Linked DNA regions of Zea mays: regions 1 and 3 are each linked to region 2. Evidence: chromatin contacts called from public Hi-C data. All regions are on one chromosome and are shown on one strand. Each heading gives the region's core, a stretch centred on a gene start, on an enhancer-like site or on the middle of the called end of the contact. The rest is flanking DNA. Distances are from core to core; before and after follow the strand shown. Region 1 holds the start of LOC103650268 (Core-2/I-branching beta-16-N-acetylglucosaminyltransferase family protein). Region 2 holds the start of LOC103650267 (serine/threonine-protein phosphatase BSL2 homolog). Region 3 holds the start of LOC100277210.

The links. Hi-C and Micro-C count contacts between places; a contact is called where the count stands out from the background.
Region 1: a contact with region 2 is called in a Hi-C map of leaf, with 4 times the contacts expected there. The contact joins the promoter of LOC103650268 here to the promoter of LOC103650267 in region 2. A contact is called at or near these places in 2 of 25 Hi-C or Micro-C datasets (both in leaf).
Region 3: a Hi-C map of leaf shows a contact between it and region 2, with 4 times the contacts expected there. The contact joins the promoter of LOC100277210 here to the promoter of LOC103650267 in region 2. A contact is called at or near these places in 2 of 25 Hi-C or Micro-C datasets (ear and leaf).

The regions. Positions count from the first base shown.
Region 1 is chr3:112,321,117-112,325,209 of Zm-B73-REFERENCE-NAM-5.0, reverse strand. It overlaps LOC103650268 (Core-2/I-branching beta-16-N-acetylglucosaminyltransferase family protein), which reads right to left and starts at 1,673. Exons shown (of 2, transcript XM_008675877.4): 1 at 59-1,673. The coding sequence starts at 1,194. The coding sequence ends at 109.
Region 2 is chr3:112,525,448-112,530,108 of Zm-B73-REFERENCE-NAM-5.0, reverse strand. It overlaps LOC103650267 (serine/threonine-protein phosphatase BSL2 homolog), which reads right to left and starts at 3,177. Exons shown (of 21, transcript XM_008675876.4): 1 at 2,775-3,177; 2 at 1,469-1,529; 3 at 1,225-1,303; 4 at 1,053-1,132; 5 at 881-975; 6 at 682-781. The coding sequence starts at 3,177.
Region 3 is chr3:112,357,168-112,361,755 of Zm-B73-REFERENCE-NAM-5.0, reverse strand. LOC100277210 reads left to right here and starts at 3,273. Exons shown (of 4, transcript NM_001150845.2): 1 at 3,273-3,851; 2 at 4,184-4,347; 3 at 4,484-4,588. The coding sequence starts at 3,368.

The DNA of each region.
Region 1 (4,093 bases), core at 424-2,923, 200 kb after region 2:
TGCAACCTAACGAAACTTGGCACAGTAGAAACTGGAACAAATGCAGGACGTTATTTACCTCAGCTCTTCCGGTCGTGCAATGCAAACGGAGGGATGCTAAGAAGCAGCCTAGTCACGGAGAATGACAGAGTCGGCAATCTCCATGAGCGGCGCAAGGCATCCAGGCGCGAATTTGCGCGCAAACATGTGGGAGTATGTGCCATTGGACTTCCTGAGGTCCCTGATGAGCTCCGGGGACACCTCCTCCGGCTGGTACGTGTGCGGGTGGCCGTCAAAGGAGTCGGTCCAGTTCACCCTGGTGAGCGTGAACTTGGTGCATCCTGCGGGGTCCTGCATGTCCAGCAGCGTCGGGAAGTAGTGCTCCTCCGGGTAGCACGAGTGCTTCCTCTTGACGAGACACGGCAGCTTGAACTTGTTCCAAAGCCTCCTGTCCCTGACCACCATGACAGCGTGCCTCCTGGTGAGCACGAAGAACTGGGAGCCGACGCGGAAGCTCTCGTAGGGCACCTCCGGGAGCATGGCGTCGTCGCCGCGCGCGTAGTAGCGGTCGTGCAGAGTGGGCTCGGCGTCGAGGATCTCGATGAAGCTGCGGTGGCGGCCGCGCGGGCCGGCAGTGTCAGCGGTGAGCGTGCGGTAGAGGGCCGGGAAGGGCCGCAGCGGGACGCAGGACTGGGAGAGCATCGCGAAGAAGTGGTTGGCCGGGTCGTCGAGCAGCGCGGTGGCGAGGAGGCGGCGCGCGGCGGAGATGAGCGTGGCGGAGGCGCGCTGGGTGGCCTTCCCCCGGATTACGCGGCCGCGGAAGGAGGGCGTGGGCGGGAGGGCGAACGCCGCAGCCGGGTCGGCGTGGACGTAGACGTTGAGGAGGCCGTGGTGGCCCGCGAAGAACCTCTCCCAGAGCGGGGCGAAGACGAGGTCGGAGTTGGTGAGGAAGAGAAAGGCCACCTTCTGCTTCCTCTGTCGGCGGTGGGCAGCGCCGAAGAAACGCGAGGGGGAGGCGGGGCCAGCGCCGGCCTTGGAGGAGGGCGCGGCGGAGAGGAGCACGGCGCGGCGGAACAGCGCGAGGTCCTCCGTCTCGTCGGCGTCCGGGATGGCCGGGAGCGCGCGGGGCGGGATGAGGCGCGGCGCGACGAGGAAGACGGCCGGGACGGACAGCACCAGCAGCAGCAGCAGCGACAGCACGTAGGGCGGCGCCATCTCCCCTGCTGCTCCTCAGCCTTGCGACTGCGATCCTGTGGCCGGACCAGAAGGGAGAACGGGATACGAAACCCCCGCGGGGCGCGGCTCGGATCAGGAGCGGTCGGCTCCCTCTCCCTACGACGAGCGGGCCGGATCTCGCCGCCGCAAGAGCGCGCGAATTCGGGAAACCCGCGAACCAGGACAGGGTCAGGAAACGGTAAGGGGGTAAAGCAGGCAGGCGCAGCAACGGGAACCGGCGGAGGGAAACGGGGAATGTCGATTGGCGACGACGTGCGGCAGCGGATCCGAGGAGGGTGCAGAGCCCAATCGCGCGGCGGGGCTCTGGGGCGAGGGCGGCGGGGGGAGGAGTGGAGACGAGGCAGAGAAGGGGTGACCGGGTGAGGTGGGGAAAGTGGAAGGGGGACGAGGGAGTGATGAACGATGGCGCTCGCTGCCTTTTATCCGGACACAAGGGGTACCGTAAATATAATATCCGTAAATATAATATCCGTGCAATCAATCATCTTAATTAAATGATTTGATGTATCCCAATTCCCATTAAAATCCAATAATAATTAATAGCTTATTGGTTCGGATTAAAGTTAGGTGTTTAAAACGGTACAACTCTAATTTATAGAAACAAAAATACTATAAAAATAGTAGAAACGGGTAGGGATTAAAGTCAAATAAACAGGATGCTTTTGAAGTACTTGTGTTTGATAAGGCACATAATCATATTTGATGGTATTAATTATTGTTATATTTGATGGTATTAATTATTGTTATGGCATACAATGATATTTAATGTGGTGTTATTGATTGAATTGGGCCAGGTGTTACTAGCAGTGATGTGTCACTGATAGAGATGGCAACGGGTATAAACCCGCTGGGTTTTGCCGTCCCAAACCTGTACCCGTGAAAAATATCCATGCCCATTAAAAACCCGTACCCATGACGGGTTTGAGATTTTGCCCAAACCCGTACCCATCGGGTTAGCGGGTACCCATGAGTTACCCGTGGGTTTCATCTCCAATATACTTGTTCTTCTCATAATCAATAAGTATCGTAATGATTAATGAGATCATGATCCAAAATCTATGTAATGAACAACGAGTTCATGATTTGGTATAAAAATTATTAGTAGAGAGAATGAAATACAAATAATAAGTTGTATAATTAAGTGACCTTGCACTAAGTTATCCATCCACCACATATATAACGCTAGTAAAAACTATAATAGCAAGCAAGCAACACTCTCATCGACTACTGATACATTCATCAATTAATAAAAATTATGAAGTAAATAAGGAATAACAAGTTTGTTGGTCATTTATAAAATAAAATGACAATATGCACTAGGTTTGGTCGGGTTTAAAAAACCCACGGGTTCACGGGTTTGGGTACTATAGGAACAAACCCGTACCCATAAACCCGCCGGGTATAGATTTATGCCCATTAACAAACCCATGGGTATGAAAATTGACCCAAACCCGTACCCTAATGGGGTAAAAACCCATCGGGTTTCGGGTTTTGGGTACCCATTGCCATCTCTAGTCACTGACAAGAGAACCTAATAAGCCAGTCTAGAGGGTAAATAAATTTAACATCAAATTAAATATACGATCTATATACCAGATATTAATATTAAATTAATAAAAATAAATATTATAATTTACTTTATGCAAAAGGTTGAAAAAGGTACGAGTTGAAAAAAAACTCGACTCTCTTTCTTTATAGCTCACTCGATCGTTCGTCCTCCTTCATTTAATGGAGTGGTACTATATAAAAGTGTCACACTGCATATGGCTTCGTATCGTGTTGAGTTTGAATGATTTTTTATATCATATCTATAGTATAACACCCTCAATTTAGGGGTATAAAATTTCTTCTCTAAATGCGTACCAAATTCAAGTGTTATCATTGTCTTTCTCTCTAGTCACCCCTCTCTCTTCCTTTTTAATAGAATTGGGTTACTTAAGTGAGGGATTAGTTAATTACTTTGTCAAAACTATATGAGTCATGAATTGTTGCATCATGCTGAGCCTAGAATATTCTTTGAATTGATGCACATGTTTGAGTGGGTTTGAATTTGAAACTTGGTTTGAATTTGATTTGAAAACCCTAGAGAAAATAAAAAGAAAAGCATTAAGAAAATCCCTGAAAAAAGAAAAACTCATTTCAGCCCAAGCCGGCCCAACTCGGCCTAGCCAGGACGCCAGCGCGCTTCTTCGTCGCTTGACAGGTGGACCCCACCTGCCAGCGACCGCCTGCGTCCGCACACGCGCGCTCTCTCTCCCTCTCTCCCTTCCCGCTGCCCGATGCGACCGACCTGTCGGCGCCAACCCACCCGCGCTCGTGGCCGCTCTCGCTCGCTGCTTGGTGGGACATTCCTGTCAGCGCTGACCGCCCGTTCGCCCGCTCACCCTCGCTGGTCTACGGACCCCACCTGTCAGCCACTCCCCTCTTCCCTAATCTCCTACCCGCACTCTTCGTCGTGGACGCGCCCACGACCGCGCGTTTTCTGGCCATGACCCTCACGCCCGAGCCCTTTTCTGCAGCCCACGCCCACGCACTCACTCCCCTCGCCCAGTTGCGCTCTCACCTGAACTCCCTCGCTCTCTCTCTCGCTCTGTGCACGCGCCCGTGGAACTCCGTCGAAGGTTCGCCGTCGTTTCGTGGCCGTCGTTGAGCGTTTGTCGCGTCCGTTGCCTCGGCCAGCAACGCGGGACACCTTCCGGTTTGCCCTAAGTCTCTCTGTTTTGCCCGGTCCGTGCTCACCAGCGTTCTCCCCGTGCAGTCAAAGCCCGCCGCCGTCGACCCAAGGCAACCCTGCGTCCCCGCCGTTGCTCAGGTGCTCCAGAGTTTCCTCTCGAGGTGAGCAATCCCCCTGCCCCTATTTCCCCGTTCGTTGCTTTGT
Region 2 (4,661 bases), core at 1,928-4,427:
ATCCAAAGACGATGATGCACTGATCGAATCACTACAGTGCTCGAAGGTGCTGGCTCCAGACAAGGGAAGGGCCAAGATGGAGACACAAATGTAGATTCTGATGCAGCTGGTGGCAAATGTGTAGCCTTGTTCTTTTAAGGCTGAGTGATGCTTTCAATTTTCCTTTGGGTCAAGAGAGTGTTAGTGCCTTAGTGATGCTGGTCCTGTTGGTTCCTGTGATGTGGGAGAAAATGGTTGGAGAAGTGGTATCTAGTTGGTTACAGTAGTTAGAAGTTTGGTTGTCGAGTCGTCCTATGATAGGGAGGTTCAGTACTTTATCTTGTAAACTGGCTTACTCCAGTAACTCCTATTAAACTTTCAAGAAAAAAACTGGGACAAATGGTCTTTGGTCCAGAGAAAAGGTTTTCCATAATCGCCTCAGAAGACATAAAAGCAGTACTAAAACTAACAATGGTACCAGAACAAGTGGCTGCATACTGTACAGAATGATAGAATAAAAAGGGAAGAAAAGCACTGGCCATTGGGAACTTTATTACAAATTACGAAGCAATTTAACGTGAATCAAAAGCAGCTCATTAGCAACATCATGCTATGAAATTGAAGTGTTTTAAGCTCATTGATTTAAGTAAGAGTCCAAAAGGCTTAAAGTTCCCTCATTATTATTGGGGCACTTGCACTTACATGCATGGTGGTGGTCCTTCACCTTCCGGCTCAAGTTTTCTCCATTCATATGGCTTAGCCGCAGTATCAAGGGCCCATACATCTGCCAGGGGCCGTTTTCCTGAAATATTGATGCAGTCTTACTATCAACATCAGTTAGCTGGAACTAACTTTATGTAGCTATAACCTAGATGTGACAGACGCATGAACAATTTCCTACCATCATTGCCACCAATTGTCAATAAGAATCGCTGCCCAACCAAGGCCATCACATGTCCATACCGTGGACCAGGACCAGGACCTTGAACCACCACTCTGTGAACAAGAAATAGTATCTTTAGCAGATAGTTAACTAACAGTCCAAATTTAAACCAAAGTAGAATAGCAACCACCTATGCCATCGCGGTCGTTGTTGTGTAAGATCCAGAACATGAAGGTCCTCAGCAGATAAGCCGGCAGGGCCAATTCCACCCTAAAAGAGAACAAAATATGAAGGGATAGATGACAGTCACTACAGCATCAGCACTCATCTAATAAGAAAATTGACACACCTAAGCTAGGTACCTGAATGACCACCATGGTACCAACAGCAGTGGCTACATGTGCAGCTCTTGGTGAAGGAGGTTCACCAAGTGGAGTAAGCCTGGCAACATTAACATTGTGATCAAATTGAACTAATAAGTGGTAGATGATAATATGATATGCAGAAATGGGCATAGGATTCAACAAATTTGGATAAGAAAACGACAAAACATAGTATCTAAGTACCACATTGCACAGAATACAGAAAATTTCTGAAACACTGTACCTGGTCCACTTATTTGATAACACATCATAACAATGGACATCTGCGGTGGCACCAGCAAGGCCTGTGACATCCATACAGAAAACAAGGTTATGGTAATATTTTGTCAACTTTTGCATATAAATGAGATATAAATATATAATTCCATTTCAACACTGGCTAAGGTCCTGCACCATTTCCAATATTGTTGTGAGTGATTTGTATAGTAGTTTGTACAATAAAAGATGTGGCCCTCTAATGTTATGCCTCAGAGAACTTGGAAGATACCTGACTTCAGTTCAGGTTTAGCTTTTGAAGCAGTACAGTTCAATCTAGTTAGTAACTGCTTCAGGCTTACTATACAAAAAAATAATAATAATAATAATATCGGCCAGCGAGGGAAAGACCGCCCTCCCGGTATTATATTAAGAAGAGACCTAAACATGGTCCCGGCCGAGAAAATTACCAAACCCTGGCCCCCCATCACTAGCGGGCCGTCCGGCCACTCTGCAACGGCCCAGCCGGAGGGTGGCGAGCAGGACGTAACCCGAGAGCGGGCGGGGCACAACGAGGGGATTTTTTTAACCAAGCCAGAAAGTCACCACGTTCGGGATCGAAACCGGGACCTGGAGGTGCTACGCTAGAGGCCCTTTCGCAAGCTTGCTATACAGTGTTCGATGAATCTCCATAATGTCTGACCATAGCAAAAATTCCATAGTAGCATTCCAATATATGGGGACACTGAATTGAATAATTCTATTACCACACAATCATAATGCTAAAGCAAATGGATGGCAGCAAAAATAGGTGTAAAAGAGAACCATAATGTCCTAATTATTCTCAATACAAGAATGTCCCACAGCTGTAATAAAATTTCTACTTTGATAAGTAACTGCGATTAAAAAGTAATAGAGTACTATTTGTTCATTAACTAAGCTTGGCAACTCAAACCATATAAAAGCACCATACTTGTTCCCCAAGTAACAGCATGCACACATGGAATTACCAAACCGCATAGTACCTTGACATCTCAGTAATAATCACCGTTCAAATCAGACAGCAGTTCAAATTCCCAGCTAGTTATTTGTTTTTATCCTAATCCTAACTATCAGTGCAAGCACGTCCAACAGCCACTACACTGAACTGTAAATTGGAGTGACTGAAACCCTAAAGCCACAAATCCGCTCTAGCATACCCACTAAAGCATTCTATCACAAAACATGATTTTCCCCAGCTCCTACTCCAAAGCGATATTAACAAGCAAACCTGTCGCATATCTCTCAAGAAACTACAATAATCATGGAGTAAGCTGAGGTTGAAGGGGGCGTACGGATCCCGGCGCTCCCAGCCGGCGAGGGCGGCGTGGCAGAGTTGCCCTCGAGCGCGGTGGCACCACCAAAGAGTATCAGGCGCGGGCCCACGTACCCCGGCGAGCCCTCCTCCCCGACTGCCGGCACTGCCGTTAGCGTGTGCCCGCACCGGCATCCCGGCCCGTCCTCCTTCTTGTCCATCGCGGCGTCCACCACCGTGTACCCCGGCGCCGGCCTGGGCCCCGCCACCAGCCCCGGGGACGCGGCCGCGGCCGTGGGCGTCCCGGGCGCGGGCGCGGACGTGGACGGGGACGCGGACGCGGACGCGGACGCCGTGGGGGTCTCGCTCCCGGACCCCGACCCGCCGCCGCGAGCGTCGGAGTCGGAGTCGGACTCTGTCGCCATGCGGGAGTCCACGTCCATCGCCGCCCTGCAAGCTTCGCCTCCTGCTGCCCCTAGGGTTTCGCGAGCTGAGCACAAGGATCCCCCCACGCGCGCGCACGAGCTCAGCCTCGGGTAACCGCCGCCCTAGGAGACGGTCGAGCTTGCGGCGGCCGGCGCGGCCGCCATCACCCGTAGATAAGCCCTAGGCTTGTCCACTCGCCGCCGGCGGCGAGGCGTGGTGGTGGCGCTCCGCGACGAGCAAGTCTCGGGTCGGGTCGAGGCGATGGGATCGCGAGCGGGCGGGGGTGGTAAGCGGAGAAGCCCCTGGGAGATTTGGGAATTGGCGGGGCAAGTGGTGGTGAGGAACTGAGGATGGGGGCGTGGGGGAGGCTAGAAGTGGGAGTGGGAAATGCGGGGGAGATCGGGGACTCCAGCGGAAAAGAGGAGTGAAGAAGAGCCGGCGGAGACGACGGAGGACGGACAGGGAAAGGGCGCCGTGTCGTGGACTCGTGGTGTCTATAGCGTCAAGAATTTTCATAAGATCTTTTTTTTTTGTGTGTGCTGGCCTGGCACTCGCGTTTTCACCCTTAGATTTTGTCGTATTTTATCAAGAGGTGTCATTTTATTTTAAGGAGTGACTTTTTTAACTCAAACATAATCTCGGCTATGAAATTCTTACGGAATGATTTGGTCACAAGGAGACGACGGGATAATTGGAGATGATTGAGTGGGAAATAAACTAATTTCTCCTTCAATCCTCTTCAATCCTCGTGATCATTGGTCACCAAATGAGCCCGTAAGAATGCTTATGAGAGGATTATATCGTGTTTGGTTGAGGAATGAGATAATTCATAATCTTCTCACTCCTCAGTTTCTTGTTTGGTTTGTGAAATAAGATGAGTTGATCTATCACCATTTTATTTCTCATAGACTAATAATTAGTAATAATATGATGAATGAGTTCATTCCACCAAATATATACAATAAACTCATGATGCACTACCTCATCTAGAATAGATTGATGCTTCAAACCAAACAATCTCTTAATGTACCGAAGCTCTTCTATTGAGCATTTGTTTGTTACATGCTCAAGCATTCATAATCAACTGAATGGTAATGTCCAAACCTATCAAAGATGTCACACTCGGATTTCATGACAAATTCATATGCATCTCATATATGTGTTAGGATTAATTTTACACACATGTGTGACTCAGCGTATAAAACCAATGTCACAAAGTTTATTATACAAATAAGTTGTCTTTCCAAAAATAACAAAATAGAAAAATCTAAAAAACGATGATCCCGATAACAAGACACAGGCAGATTAACCGTAGCGACGACATCCTAAAACTCTTTAAATTCTTCGTAGTAATATTCATCTTGTTATCCTCGTTTTGAGCAACAATAAGAATGGATACACTTATAGTTGGTACTCAACAAGTGTATAGAAAAAGTGTAGTGTAAGACTTATCAAGGATAAGGCTGGAGATGTAGCATTCCGCATTTTAAATTTTATTAGC
Region 3 (4,588 bases), core at 2,024-4,523, 170 kb after region 2:
CGTTCGTTGCAGTGAGGACTGGGCAGAATTCCGCGTGGATCTCATCTGCCGCCGTGCGATTCCGCCACTGACGCCATTGTTCCGCAATTGGAGCTCTGTGCCGCGCCATTGCCGGTAAGAAACTGTCCTACCTCCCGCTCGTTACCCCTTGTTACACAACACCGAGAATCATAGGTAGATGCTCGCCCTAGCTACGTGAATCGCTCGCGGGAACCTTAGCGCCGCCGCGGATCCGTAGTCGGTCGCGTTGGGGGTTCTCTGCGCCGCCACCCCCGGTCAGACCCTGCCTCGTCGATTGGTTTCACCTCGCACATCGTTTAGCACCTAAAAGATTGAGAAACCGAGCACTAGAGCATGGGCGCATGGTTCGCCGGTGAAGCTCCGCCGTAGTTTGTGGGCGGCGCCGTCGGGGCCAGCTGGGAAAGCTTTGGTTAGCGTCGACCATTGGATGACCAGCGTGTGGCATTGATCACATATGGATGTTCGGCTTGGGGGCGATTTAGTCCAAGCCGTAGATCCTTAATCGAGCGGTCACCGTGCGATCCACGCGACTTAGGAGCCATAGCTGTTCGATCCATATCCAAGGGCCTATATTGCACCACATTTCTAATGGTTGTAGATTTAATCCAGACCTTGGATTGCCAATTGTGCGGCCAAGATCGATCTATACCCCTTCGCCATGCCATTTTGCGTATGAGTCCATAACCTTTCTAGAAAATAACCCGCCATCCACCTCGGTTGTTCCCTGTGTCTTAGGAATTCTACCCCGAGACCCCTGGACTTTCCAGAAATTGAGGCCCAATCCAGAATAGTATAAAACCAGAGAATTTAAGTTATAAATGGATTTTTAATATATAAATAAGTGCTAGAACTTGTAAAATTCATAGAAATTTCATATTTAGTCCAAATTAATCCATATCAATTTCTAAATTTTTGTAATATTATTGTCTATCATTTAGTGTCTCTGTTTCGGTATGAAAACAGTTAGAAAATTAATTTCTCATTTAATCCTATTTCAAGCACATTAAACCTTAGGAAATTCATATCTTAAAATCTATAATACCAAAAATTATGATTTCTGTTCCTATGATTTTATTTTACTGTGTAGATTTTTATTGTGTATTTTATTCACATGTTTGGTGCAATGTTAATTTTTGCTATACTATGTATGTATTGTGTTGATGCGAGTAGACGAGCAAGCCACTGTGGATTCTGAGGTTCAACAAGTAGAAGTAGCTGAGCAGGAGCTCATTGAAGGCAAGTTGTGCCCTTGATCACTTCTTTTTACCCAGCCATGTTCTGATTAATCATAATGATCTGCATAGGTTAATTTTGATGGGACCCAATAGGTTACCCTAGTTTGTCTATCTTTATACCTTGTTTACCACTGAACTTTTTGGGTAGTACTTGCTAGTGCTTTATGTGGTTTTGGGTATGAAGATACATTGTTCACGATTATACTTTTATTATCTGTTTATTATCACTGTTCATGATAAGATCATTATGTTAATTGGAATATGGAGCGACCACCCGGGAAAACAGTGCTACCACAAGGGTTTATGGACGCCCTTGGCTGATTAATTAGGAAAGCTAGTGGAGGACTACCTTACCCGAAAGGGGCAAGGGCAGTAAGGGAGTGGTCAGTGTAGGGAGGTCCTTGGTTGATTTCGCTGCGATGGCGGTCAGGCAAGAACCCTGCATTGGAGCTTCCTATAAACTGTAGCGGGTTTTCTGAAGCTAGTGGAACTTTGTAAAGGCCTCGTAGTGTTACCCTGCCTCGCCTCCTCGGTAGAGGTGTATGGGAAGTCGCGATCCCTTGGCAGATGGGTAACATGACTTGTGGGTAAAGATGCGCAACCTCTGCACAGTGTAAAACTGGTATACTAGCCGTGCTCACGGTCATGAGCAGCTCGGACCCTCACATGATTAATTTATGGAACTAAATTCAATTTGTCATATGCATTGCATCGCAGGTGATGTTATTACTTTTCTTAATTGGGTTGGTATTTACTTATACTTAGTAATTGCTAATAAAATTTTCACCAACTTTAAAAGCAATGCTCAGCTCTAACCATCCTCTTTGGTAAGCCTTACACTTCACGTGAGCTCCCACCTTTGGCGAGTTCATGCACATTATTCCCCACAACTTGTTGAGCGATGAACGTATGTGAGCTCTCTCTTGCTGTCTCACACCCCCCCACACAGGTCAAGAACAGGTACCGCAGGATGAGGCGCATGGAGGATGCTGTGGCGAGTTCGGAGAGGTCTAGGCCGTCGTCTCCCAGTCAACTTTGGGTTGATGGACCGTTGTCTCCTTATAATGTAATTATTTATTTTGTATAGAATTCCTGTTAAGTAGTAAAAATGTGACATTCGATCCTGTTCCATGATTCATCATATGTGTGAGACTTGGTCCCAGCACACCTGGTGATTATGTTCGCGCCCGGGTCTTGGTGCCCCGAAACCCGGGTGTGACAGAAGTGGTATCAGAGCAATGTTGACTATAGGACGAAACCTAGATAGAAATGGACATAACCATTACCTACTTACCTTACTCTGATTCTTTCTATACTTTTCTCGATTCTGTCTTACCTTTCACTACACGACGGTTGATCTTTAGTGACCCTTATTAGGTACCAACTATTGGTTGCTAAAGGTTATGGACCGACGGTCAGTCGCTAAATCCTTTTGTAGCAACGGTCGATTGGTCGCTAAAAGTCTAGAAATATAACAACTTATGGTTGGTCGCTATAGATGTCGTCGGGGACTAGCGGTGGGTCGCTATAGAGCAAGGATCACTATCAAATCTTATAGCCTGAACATACCTGTAGATGTTAGTGACTAAAAATTAATTAAAACAAGTAAACATGATTTTTAGCGACCATGATTGATTCTTTTAAGTGTTTGTTATGTATTTGCATTTGGAATAATTCTTTTATTGCGCATGATTGATTTTTGGTTATTGAATAACATTTCTTCTTAAATGAAAATCCTAGTAAATAAAAAAAATATAATAAGTATTAGCCCAAAAATTAATATTTTATTTATAAATAATTTTTGTTTAATTACTATGAATTGTAGGGTTATTTAAAAATGTATTTCAAATTTAGAAAAAGAAATAAAAAAAGAAAAAAAACAAAACCTAAATCAATCCAGGATGAGATTTAAGTTCAACCTCTAAACAATGGAACGTCACGATGCGCAAACAACTGACAAAAACACTACAGTCTGTGAAACAGTGGAACCCTGAATCAATCCAGCCCAATTCGGCCTGCACGGCCCGCCTCAAACTGAGCCGACACTCCTCATCTTCCTCGGTTCGGCACTTCGGCTCGTCCTCCTCGCGGCGAAACCCTAGCCCGCCGCCATGGACGATCCCTCCTCCGCCTCCAACAAGCACAAGCACAAGCGGGGGCGCAAGCCCAAGGCATCGCCGCCCTCCCCCGACCACTCCTCCCCCTCTCCCTCGGTCGCCCCCGCTCCGGCTGGGCGCCGTGGCCGCAAGCCGCGACGTCATGAGGCCCTCGCCGACGTGGACGCCACGCGTCCTCCATCTCCACCCCGCCGCGGGGAGCCGAAGCCGGTGGCAAACGGAGGCGATGTGGTGGCAGTGGCAGAGTCAGGCCCCGCGAGCTGGGATGAGGTGGTGAGGGTAGTGCCATGCATGGACGCTGTGGTCAAGGTGTTCTGCGTGCACACGGAGCCCAACATCTCGCTACCGTGGCAGCGGAAGCGGCAGTACTGCTCCAGCAGCAGCGGATTTATCATCAGCGGCCACCATGTCCTCACCAATGCTCACTCCGTGGAGTACCTTGCCACCGTCCTGGCCATCGGCACAGAGTGCGACATTGGTGCGACCGCTCTCCCCATCCCTGCCACTGTCTCCATTGTTTATTTCTTACTCTTAGTTTTTTTTCTTCTTATTGTGATGTTGGGTTTGTCCATTGTAGTCGTGAAAATCGGATGCATAGTAATTTCTTTATTGTTTTCTTAGAGAAATACACCAAGATCATTTTTTATGGTATCTATGAAACTTCTGAGGCTATAGCATCATTTGAGTTATGGCATGGTACTTATCATACAGTTGATTTTTCATGTTGCTTATGCAATCTAATTTGATATTATTCGTTTGTTGTATCTGTCTCAACGCTCTTAACTGTCAATGATGATGAATTCTGGGAAGGAGTTTCACCTATTGAGTTTGGAACATTACCAGTCCTTCAGGATGCAGTTACTGTTGTTGGCTATCCAATTGGAGGAGATACCATATCCGTGACAAGTGGAGTGGTCTCTAGGATAGAAATGCTTTTATATGTTCATGGTTCTATAGAACTTCTAGGATTGCAGGTACATTTTTTTCTGAAATTATGATAACTTCAAATAAATCTTTTTATAAAGATAGATGTTGCAAGTGAAGTAAATATTTTGAGAAATCATGACTTATCGGCTCACCGACGTGTCTAATACCTTGTCTTGTTAATAGATAGATGCAGCTATTAATTCAGGAAATTCAGGTGGCCCAGCTTTTAATGATAGGGGAAAATGTGTCGGTATAGCTTTTCAGTCTCTTAAACATGAAGATGCGGAG